Linked DNA regions of Mus musculus: region 1 is linked to region 2. Evidence: chromatin contacts called from public HiChIP or PLAC-seq data. All regions are on one chromosome and are shown on one strand. Each heading gives the region's core, a stretch centred on a gene start, on an enhancer-like site or on the middle of the called end of the contact. The rest is flanking DNA. Distances are from core to core; before and after follow the strand shown. Region 1 has its middle 540 kb from the start of Gm30770. Region 2 has its middle 120 kb from the start of Gm22789.

Region 1 (4,255 bases), core at 1,567-4,066, 610 kb before region 2:
ACCACACAGGTCAGTTTACAAATGCTTTAGTTCCAGCTCCCGGGGGGATTCTATACCTCTGGCCTCTGCTGGTGCATAAAACCCTCCCCAACATGTTCACAAAATTTGAACCAAATATTTAAAAAGATTTGGGTTTTATAAATGAACAAAAGAAATTCATCTGACAGCTTAAAATGAGGAGCAATATAGCAGAGTGTATTTTAGAAACAAACAAACATACAAAGGACAAAAAAAACTTGTTTGGTAATGTATTTCAGTGTAGAACTTGGGTGAAACTTATTACAAAGAACAGGTAAAGGATCTAGCATCATATTAAAGGAAATTTATCCAGTCTGGATTTTTTTGAACTGTGTGACATTTATTTCCAATCTCCCTGTTTGCCTTTCCAAAGAATTGTGTCAGGAACACACAATCAAATCTGCTTGCTTGAAGAGGATTCAAGACCCTGGGAAAAAGGGGAAATGTTGTTTCCCGTGTCCCCTCTCCCCCTCTCTGCTGTATGTTCCCTTCCTGTCTACTGTGTTAATGATACTAGGTCTGGAATCCATTTAATGGCCTTGGCCTGGGGAATTCATCTTTAGCTTTCTGAACACCATGTATGGATAGATGCAACACACTTTTCTAGCACTTTTCTAATTGCTGAGTAGCTGTTTCCTCCAAATTGATATGTTCCCTCCTGAAAGGGAGGAGGGAAGTTTACATGAAACACGAATTACATGAAATTCAGAGGGTTCAAGAGGCTCCTTGAAAATTAAAGCTTCACAAAGACCCTTGCCACAGTTACAAAAGCAGTTAAGTATACAATTGCCAGAGAGAAAGGCATCTTGCACTGGCTGATCTCCCTGCAAGCTGTGGGAGTATCTATTGAGCAGAGGATCTTTGATGAGGCAGGATCCATGCTGGGATGGACTTCCTGGTGAAGCAGTGCTGCCTCTGCGTCTTCCATGCACCTGTAACTGAAGCCTTACTATGTTTCTCTAAGTAACTCCAATAAAAACTCACTAGTTAATCATACCTGATATTGCTGTAAGAGTTTGTTTGTTTTTGATCTGTCTTTGATGCTCTTTCTGGGGCTAGTAGGCTCTTGCTCATATCTCCCCAGAAAGTGTCACATAATACTAAACAACTTGGGAAAATTAAATGAAAAGTAAATGAACATGTGCTATGTCTAGACCACTGTAATCTGTGATCATTTTAATTTTTTTTCCTATGGGTCGAACTCACCTAATTTAGGAAAGAATCCATAAATACCAAGAAGGAAGCTCTTCAATAACTAAGCACAGAAAAACACCCACAAGATGAAAAATACCAATGAAATTCCCACTTATGAGTGCTTAATGGCCCCAGAAATATTTAACTTCATTATCTTCTATTCCAGAACCAGGAACTATGAGCGATACCATCTTCCTATCTGTTTCACCAGTAAGAAATGTGAGCACACAAGTTAGCTGAGTTAAAACTTGTTATATATAATTAACTCCAAGCACAATTTTAAAATCACATACTCACTTATTCCACGAATAGCCAAGGAAGGCCGGGTTTCACTGAATTTTCAATCCAAAGAGAGTCTAAGTCTAGTTAATGCTCAAGCATCTAGGTCATTTAGAGGAAAGAATTTACAGAGGTTAAGGAGCCTGCATAATGCCCATTGAGTGTAGACATGTAAGTCTTAAAGCAAATCCATAAAGCAGGTGTGTCAACCCAAGGAAGAGTCAGTTCTTACCTTGCTAGCATGTTAGTTGCAAGCTTTGCCTGCAGTGTTCATAGCTCTGTAACCATAGTCCTTTGTGGATAGTAAGCTGATTTTCTCTTCTATAATTCCTGTCAAGAAATGCTCAGGGACCACCTGACCTAGTCCTCCTTCTTAAAGCTGGAAGAAGAGAACAGAGTACATCATAACTGCCTGAAACAAAGACAGAGCACCTGTGGTCAGTCTTTTCCTGAGAGACTTTTCCTCCTCTGTGATTTAACTTTCTTGGTACCCAGGCACTGACGCTACATCAGATAGGGGCCAGGTTCAGTGTTCCACACAACTGAGAAAGTGGCTGTCCTAAAAAGAACCTTTTTCTATTTCTGTAGTATCTGAGGTTAGACCCCAGGGCCTTGTGCATTCCAGGCAGGTATGCTATCACTTTGCTACATTTTCAGTGCCCAAAGCTTTTCTAAATCATTTTTTAAAAGATTTACATATATTAGTGATTCTGTGTGAGGGCAAGTGGCCAAGGTTCCCAGAGGAGGGCAGCAGACCCACTGATCTTGGGTTCTATGAGTTATGAGCTGTGCTGAGTGGTTGCTGTGAACAGAATGTAGACACTGTGGAAGAGTAGACCAATTGTTCATCTCTAAGGCAGTGGTTCTCAGCATTCCTAATGCTCTGATCCTTTAATACAGTTCGTCATGTTGTAGTAATCCCAAACCATAAAATTATTTTGTTGCTACTTCCATAACTGCAATTTTGCTCCTCTCATAAATCAGTTGCTACCCACAGGTTGAAAAGCACTACCATAAGCCATCTCTTAAGCTACTTCATAAGATAATTTTTAAAAAAATATACTTCTACTTTAAAAGCAAAGTTCCTTAATTTTGCTAAAAGGTTTGTATTTTAGTTTTTCATTTAGTTTGTGACTGTTGTTTGTTCCTGCCTTTCCCACCCACAAGTGGGGCTGTCTGATGTAACCTCCCCCCACAGCCTGAAGCAGGCTGAGCCAGACCTTGACTTTGTTGTCACTAAGGAGATTACCTAGGGTGGAGCCTGCCTCCCAGGATCACTTTATTGTTCTGCCATTGCCGCTGCTGCTACCTGCTGGGAGTTGGCCTAGCTGTTCCAGAGCCTACATGTGGTCACCTGCAGCTGGGCTCCAAGGATGACTTGGCTAGAATGGGCTCTCCCCTCTCCTTTATAAAGTGTGTCCGACATTAAAAATTGAATCTTGAGCAGACTAGTTGTCTTGGTTCCATTATTTCTCAAACCGCCTAGATCCCCTCTTTTCTTCCAGTTCCAAGATGCCTTCCAGGCTCGAACCTGGACATGAGAGCAGCAGGCCGGCCCCAACAGTCTGAATCTATCCTTTCCTGAGAACATGAAATTAAAAATAGGATGACTCCTGATATGAGAGCAAGAGAGCTAGATGTGGAGCTAGAGAGGGGAGGAAAGACAGAAGAGTGTCTTGGGGTGGGGGTGGATTGCCTGTGCTGATCTTAACACTGGCTTGAGGCACTGAGCATGTAGCACTCATTTGCTTTTATCAACAGAACAAGCCTCCACTGATCATAGAGACCCAAGGATCTCCTTAGATTTGTCCATCTAAGTGGACATGATGGAATCTACACTTTTAGTTAGGAAGGGAAGCATGGAAGTTTCAATGGTCTCATCCTTCACTATACTTCCTCTGCTTTGGGGAAGGTATATAATATGATATTTTTATTTTTTGCCTTTTAAAATTATGATTATCTGTTCAATTTTATCAAATAATTTTTCCACATCCATTGAGCTTACCAAATTTTTTCTTGTTGATTTGACTAGTACATATTTTAAAGCATCTATGTGCTAAAACATTTCACTCACCTTAAATTTTTAGACAAATAGAGCAGAGTAATGAGTTGTAAGTTTTTTGTACATTTTCTCAGCTTGTTCATGTTTTCTTAATGGAATGTTGGTCCCCTGACTTTTGGCAAAAATCATCTCATTTGAACATTCTTTGAAACCCACTCAATGGCCTGAATAAAAAACTGAATGTGTCAAATGCACAGAACAAGATATAAGATGCCTGATTCCTGAGAGTGCCAACCCGACCCACCAAATAATAGGCATGAGTAAATGGAAGTGAGAGTGTGGATTACTTAATCAAATCCTTTCTGATCATTCTTTCTAATAATCTCCATAGATAGAAATGGAGAGTCATTCCTGTATCATTTTCTGCTATAGAAAATGTAAGCTTTATAGTTCATGAACATAAAGGATGACTTTCATTATATTCTCATGATCTGTCAAGATCTGCCTTCCAATTCAGCACAGAAACTTTGGTTCTATTAGTCTGCACATATCCAAGAGCCAGAGTCATAGACTTGAGTTTTTCACTTTCAAGTGTCTCTCCAAAGTATATCAGTTGATGAAGTAAAATACCACATTCAGTGACTTGCAAATACCAAGCAGAATGTTACAGAGAAATCAACTGAAATGCAGGCATTACTGACAGGCTCTCTGAGGCTGGAAATAGAAAGTTAATAAAAGCACAGCGGAGGGTGGTCTGCTGTG
Region 2 (4,135 bases), core at 1,128-3,627:
CTCCGATAATTCCCCATACCCTCCCCGCTCCTCCTGCTCCCCAACCCACCCACTCCCATTTCCTGACCCTGACATTCCCCTATACTGGGGCATAGAATCTTTGCAAGACCAAGTAGATACTCACAGTCATCCATTAGACAGAGCACAGGTTCACTAATAAATGAGCTAGAGAAAGTACCCAAGAATGTAATGGAGTCTGCAGCCCTATAGGAGGAACAACAATATGAATTAACCAGTATCTGCAGAACTCCCTGGGACTAAACCACTAATCAAAGAAAACACATGGTGGGACTGGTGTCTCTAGCTGCATAGGTAGCAGAGTATGGCCTAGTTGGCTATCAATGAGAACAAAGCTTTCTTTCTATACCCAACTGAAATACTTTTTAAATTATCAATACATAATGCGTTTTTAAAATAGCTCCACACATCCCACACTGAGGAAGATAAAACAGGCCTGTGAATCTCCACTGGCAAGCTTAGAAATCCCCAACATTGCCTCTGGTCCCCAGAACTTTCCTCTGATTTCCATGGGTATTCTGTACTCCAAACACAAGAGCGGATGAAGAAAAGTGGAAGAAGCAGAACTCAAGATCACTATACCACAGGCTACTGTCCTGCCTCTACAAGACGGCATCAAATTCTACCGCCCTGTCATCATGCCTCTAAGAAGAAGGCAAAGCCCATTTCCTATTCCATGCAGTGTTTGCATAATACCAATTGCCCATGACCCATCACATGTGTCCAGTTCTTTGTCCTAGTTCTCATACAGCACAATAAATATATCACCCCATTATTACCAACTTAAAGCCTATTTCATTGTCATCATCCATTTGGGACTTAATGGTGTTTACTTAAGCTTTCACAGAGTTCTTTGTGACATGAAGCTGGACTCAGCCTAGCAACTGTAGCTAACAGACTCAGAGCCTAACTGTGCCAATGCAAAAATCAGTGGCTTACAATATCTCTGGACATCAGAGAGGTGTGCACTCTGAAACATCCAAAGGGTCTAAGAAAAGAAAATAAATGGTTAGCTACCAAGATAGACAAAGAAAATAACAAGCAACATTCTGCGAGTCTCATGCTTCTTAGCAGCCTTTAGTGAGACGGAGGGAAAGAGATGGTGATGTGGCCATTTGTCAGCTCATGCTGTGGGAGTTGATGTCAGGACAGATGCATTAGCACTTGGTAATAGCCTCCCACAAGGACTTAGTATGACTCAAAGATGCCTAAGCAGGGCTGCTGGGTATAACCAATATGCTCAACCTAGCCAATTCAATGATCACAAAAACCACAAAAGCCTTTCAGCCACTGTGAGATGGCCACTCCCCGGTTGTCCTCAGCAAACATAGGTATGCATGAGGTTCCTAGAATATTTACTTTTACTTAAGAAGGAATTTAAATTGGTTTCTTCTTGTCCAACTGTTGTTTCTTTTTTGCTTTCTGGTAACCTTTCTAAAGGCAAAATGGAAGGACACCTTCCCTAGTAGTGGCCACACCCTAACAGTGTGTATGCAAATGTTAGAAAAGTGTTGCCTGAGTCATCTGCATGCCTGGACCCCCCACTAGGTCAGTAGGATCTTTCTAGTAAACCACACATCATGAGCTTTTTCAGGTTACTCATGTTACAATTCAGTTATTTTTTTGTTCTTTTCCTTGTCCTGCCCAATTTCAAGAAAAATACTATGCCTTTAAAGTCAAGGTAAGTTTAGCTCTCACTAGGTCAAGATGATGTTTGATTTTCAAAGTTCTTATGGGAAAGTTATTGCCCAGAAAAGAAGTACTTCCAGGAGCAGAGTTTGTGTACACAGTGTGGCTAGATCTTGATGTGAACTGTCAATTGCTTGGAACACCTACCCAAACTCCACCCCCATCCCAGAACAAAGAGACACTCCCCAAGAGAGGAGGAGGCTGACATGGTGGCTGGACTGTCTCCTCCCAGTCTGGTTCCTTTGTTGGGATCCTTGATGTAATTGTTAAAGTTGGATCTACTGTGGCCACTACTGACTCAGCTAGAACAGAGCTAGGCAGCTCAGAGTGAGCTCGGGTTCACTAACTCCACCCTGGCTTTTGTTTCAGCTCCTTGATGAAGCACAGACTGGGAAAGTAACAGCACTTTCCCAACCCACGCGCTTCTCTCTCATTCCACATCAGATTCCACTTCACAATTCTCTTCTCTGCCAGGCTGTGCCTGCTTTCTCCCACACCCAGAACTCCTGTAGTGTCTGGCAGAGCTCTAATACTGAGAGATAAGAATCAGCCCTGACTCTGGGAAGGTGGGAAAACCATAAAGATTTCAGGGAGGGAAAATCTATTGGATCCCTTTTTGAGTTAAAGCAGGAGTTACCAGCAGGGAGCAAAACAAGACCGTACTGCCACCTACAGGCCAAACTCCCTAAAGACAGGCACCCAGGTGACCAAGAAAGCCTTGTTGCTTTCATGTCTGCGTCTTCTGTGAGAATCATCAACCCAGGAGTATAGTGTCCTGGAGAGTGGCCAGGAATGAACTCCTGCTCTTAAGATTCTGAACTACCATGAAAAGTGAAAAACGTGTGTGCAAAATACAAGTCACTGCGTAGGACAGGGAAGGGGGAAGCCTGAGGGAGAAGACGAGGAACCTCGAGCCTGTCTGGAAAGGGTCCTCACATGCATGTTATGTAAGTGCTTAAAAATGATTAAGGGCTAGGGAACCATACTCGATAGCCTGACTTACTGCAAGTAAACAAAGACAATTAAAATTATCTATGGCTTTATATTCTTCTGCAGTGCTTGAAAGTGCGGCAATTGAGCCTTCTATAAAGTATAGGCACAGAATACTTTATATGATGGATGAAGCCACTTAGCTGCCTTAAACCCAGAGAAGCTCACCATACATCAGCGCAGCTACCCCCAGCCCCCGTGCATAACAAGGGTTTGTGGTTTCCCTAGTCCTCCAGAAGTAAAAGGGGCAGTTTAACAGTACTTCCCTAGACCCTACTACAGTGCTCTATTCCCTCTTCAGCCCCTGTCCCACACAGTGCAGCCAGTTTTCTGTGGTCCAGTCAAATCAACAACATTGGTTTTGTCTATGAGTCAGCATTCTGAGATTTACTGAAGTGACAGCGAATCCCTGATACATTTGATGATCTTGGAATGGCTGAAGGGTGAGATGGACCTTCTCCTCAATCATATCCCAGTGGTTATTATGGTTATTTCTAATTAAGTCAGCCAAAGCTGTTGCTAGGAACATCTATCTATGATCTCTCCTGTGGCCTGAGGCTCTTCAAATAAATCACAATGGGGTTGTCAGCTTGACAGACTGAATATCCAAAGAGGGCCAGACATACAGAAAAAAACATACAAAAGAAGAAGATACCACATGTGCATGGCCACGTGTGCAAACACACATGCAGAGTGGAGGAGAAGAGACTGACACAAAATGGAGACAGAGACGGAGAGAACAAGAATACAAACCAGGTGAAACCTAGGCCCTCCCTCGACCCAATTTTGGAGGACACTTCTGGGTCTCAAGCCCACTCAGGCGCATCAGGTCTTTGTCTTAAGAAGCAAAAGGAAAGTTTTTGGAAGAACATATGACCCCAAAGTGTTTCCTTAGCCACTTTAGAAAAGCAGCATTTGTATACTGTGCCATCTGAGTGATCAATTTCAATTACAACTGCTAAGTGGATTTTGGTAGTATCCAGTGGAAAGAATGTAGAAATGTAGTTTTCTCAGCTAGAGAGAACAAATGAAAAATAATAACTATTCTGTAAAGAAAAAAATCCATGGTTCTATTTCAGTGATTTTTCAGAAACAATCCACTCTCGGTGTCTATTAGCTGATTCTATACTGTGCTTAATTCATGCTGAATCTTACATTCAACTTCCTTTTCTGAGGTATTCCAAATCTATGTCACTTCCTCCAATCACTACTATCCTATGAAAATAGATGCAATGAGCACTCTTAAAAGATTTCTGGGGAAAATATCTAGCTTCCAGATTATGTGCAAATCAGGCTCAATAAAATCTGCTGACTATTCCAGATCCACTATTTTAAAACAGTGCTCAAATTTTACAAGCCAATTCTTGTCATGATTGCCCCTCAATTATACACACAACCTCAGAGAGACAGTAGAGATATTACTTTGTTTCCTTGCAAC

Evidence for each region. HiChIP or PLAC-seq counts read pairs in DNA pulled down with a chosen protein or histone mark.
Region 1: a contact with region 2 is called in an H3K27ac HiChIP or PLAC-seq map of embryonic stem cells, with 12 times the contacts expected there. The contact joins two enhancer-like sites. A contact is called at or near these places in 5 of 115 datasets of contacts at active chromatin or transcription factors (all in embryonic stem cells) and 1 of 9 other capture datasets (embryonic stem cells).

What each region holds. Positions count from the first base shown.
Region 1 is chr11:13,416,577-13,420,831 of GRCm38.p6, reverse strand. No RefSeq gene overlaps it. Among named protein-coding and RNA genes, the nearest start is that of Gm30770, 540 kb to the left of the region's middle. Within about 2 kb of position 2,816, at least 9 of the 459 cell types and tissues checked have an H3K27ac peak or open chromatin away from gene starts, as enhancers often do. A contact at or near this core is called in embryonic stem cells, where this site is marked.
Region 2 is chr11:12,809,628-12,813,762 of GRCm38.p6, reverse strand. No RefSeq gene overlaps it. Among named protein-coding and RNA genes, the nearest start is that of Gm22789, 120 kb to the right of the region's middle. Within about 2 kb of position 2,377, at least 54 of the 459 cell types and tissues checked have an H3K27ac peak or open chromatin away from gene starts, as enhancers often do. A contact at or near this core is called in embryonic stem cells, where this site is marked.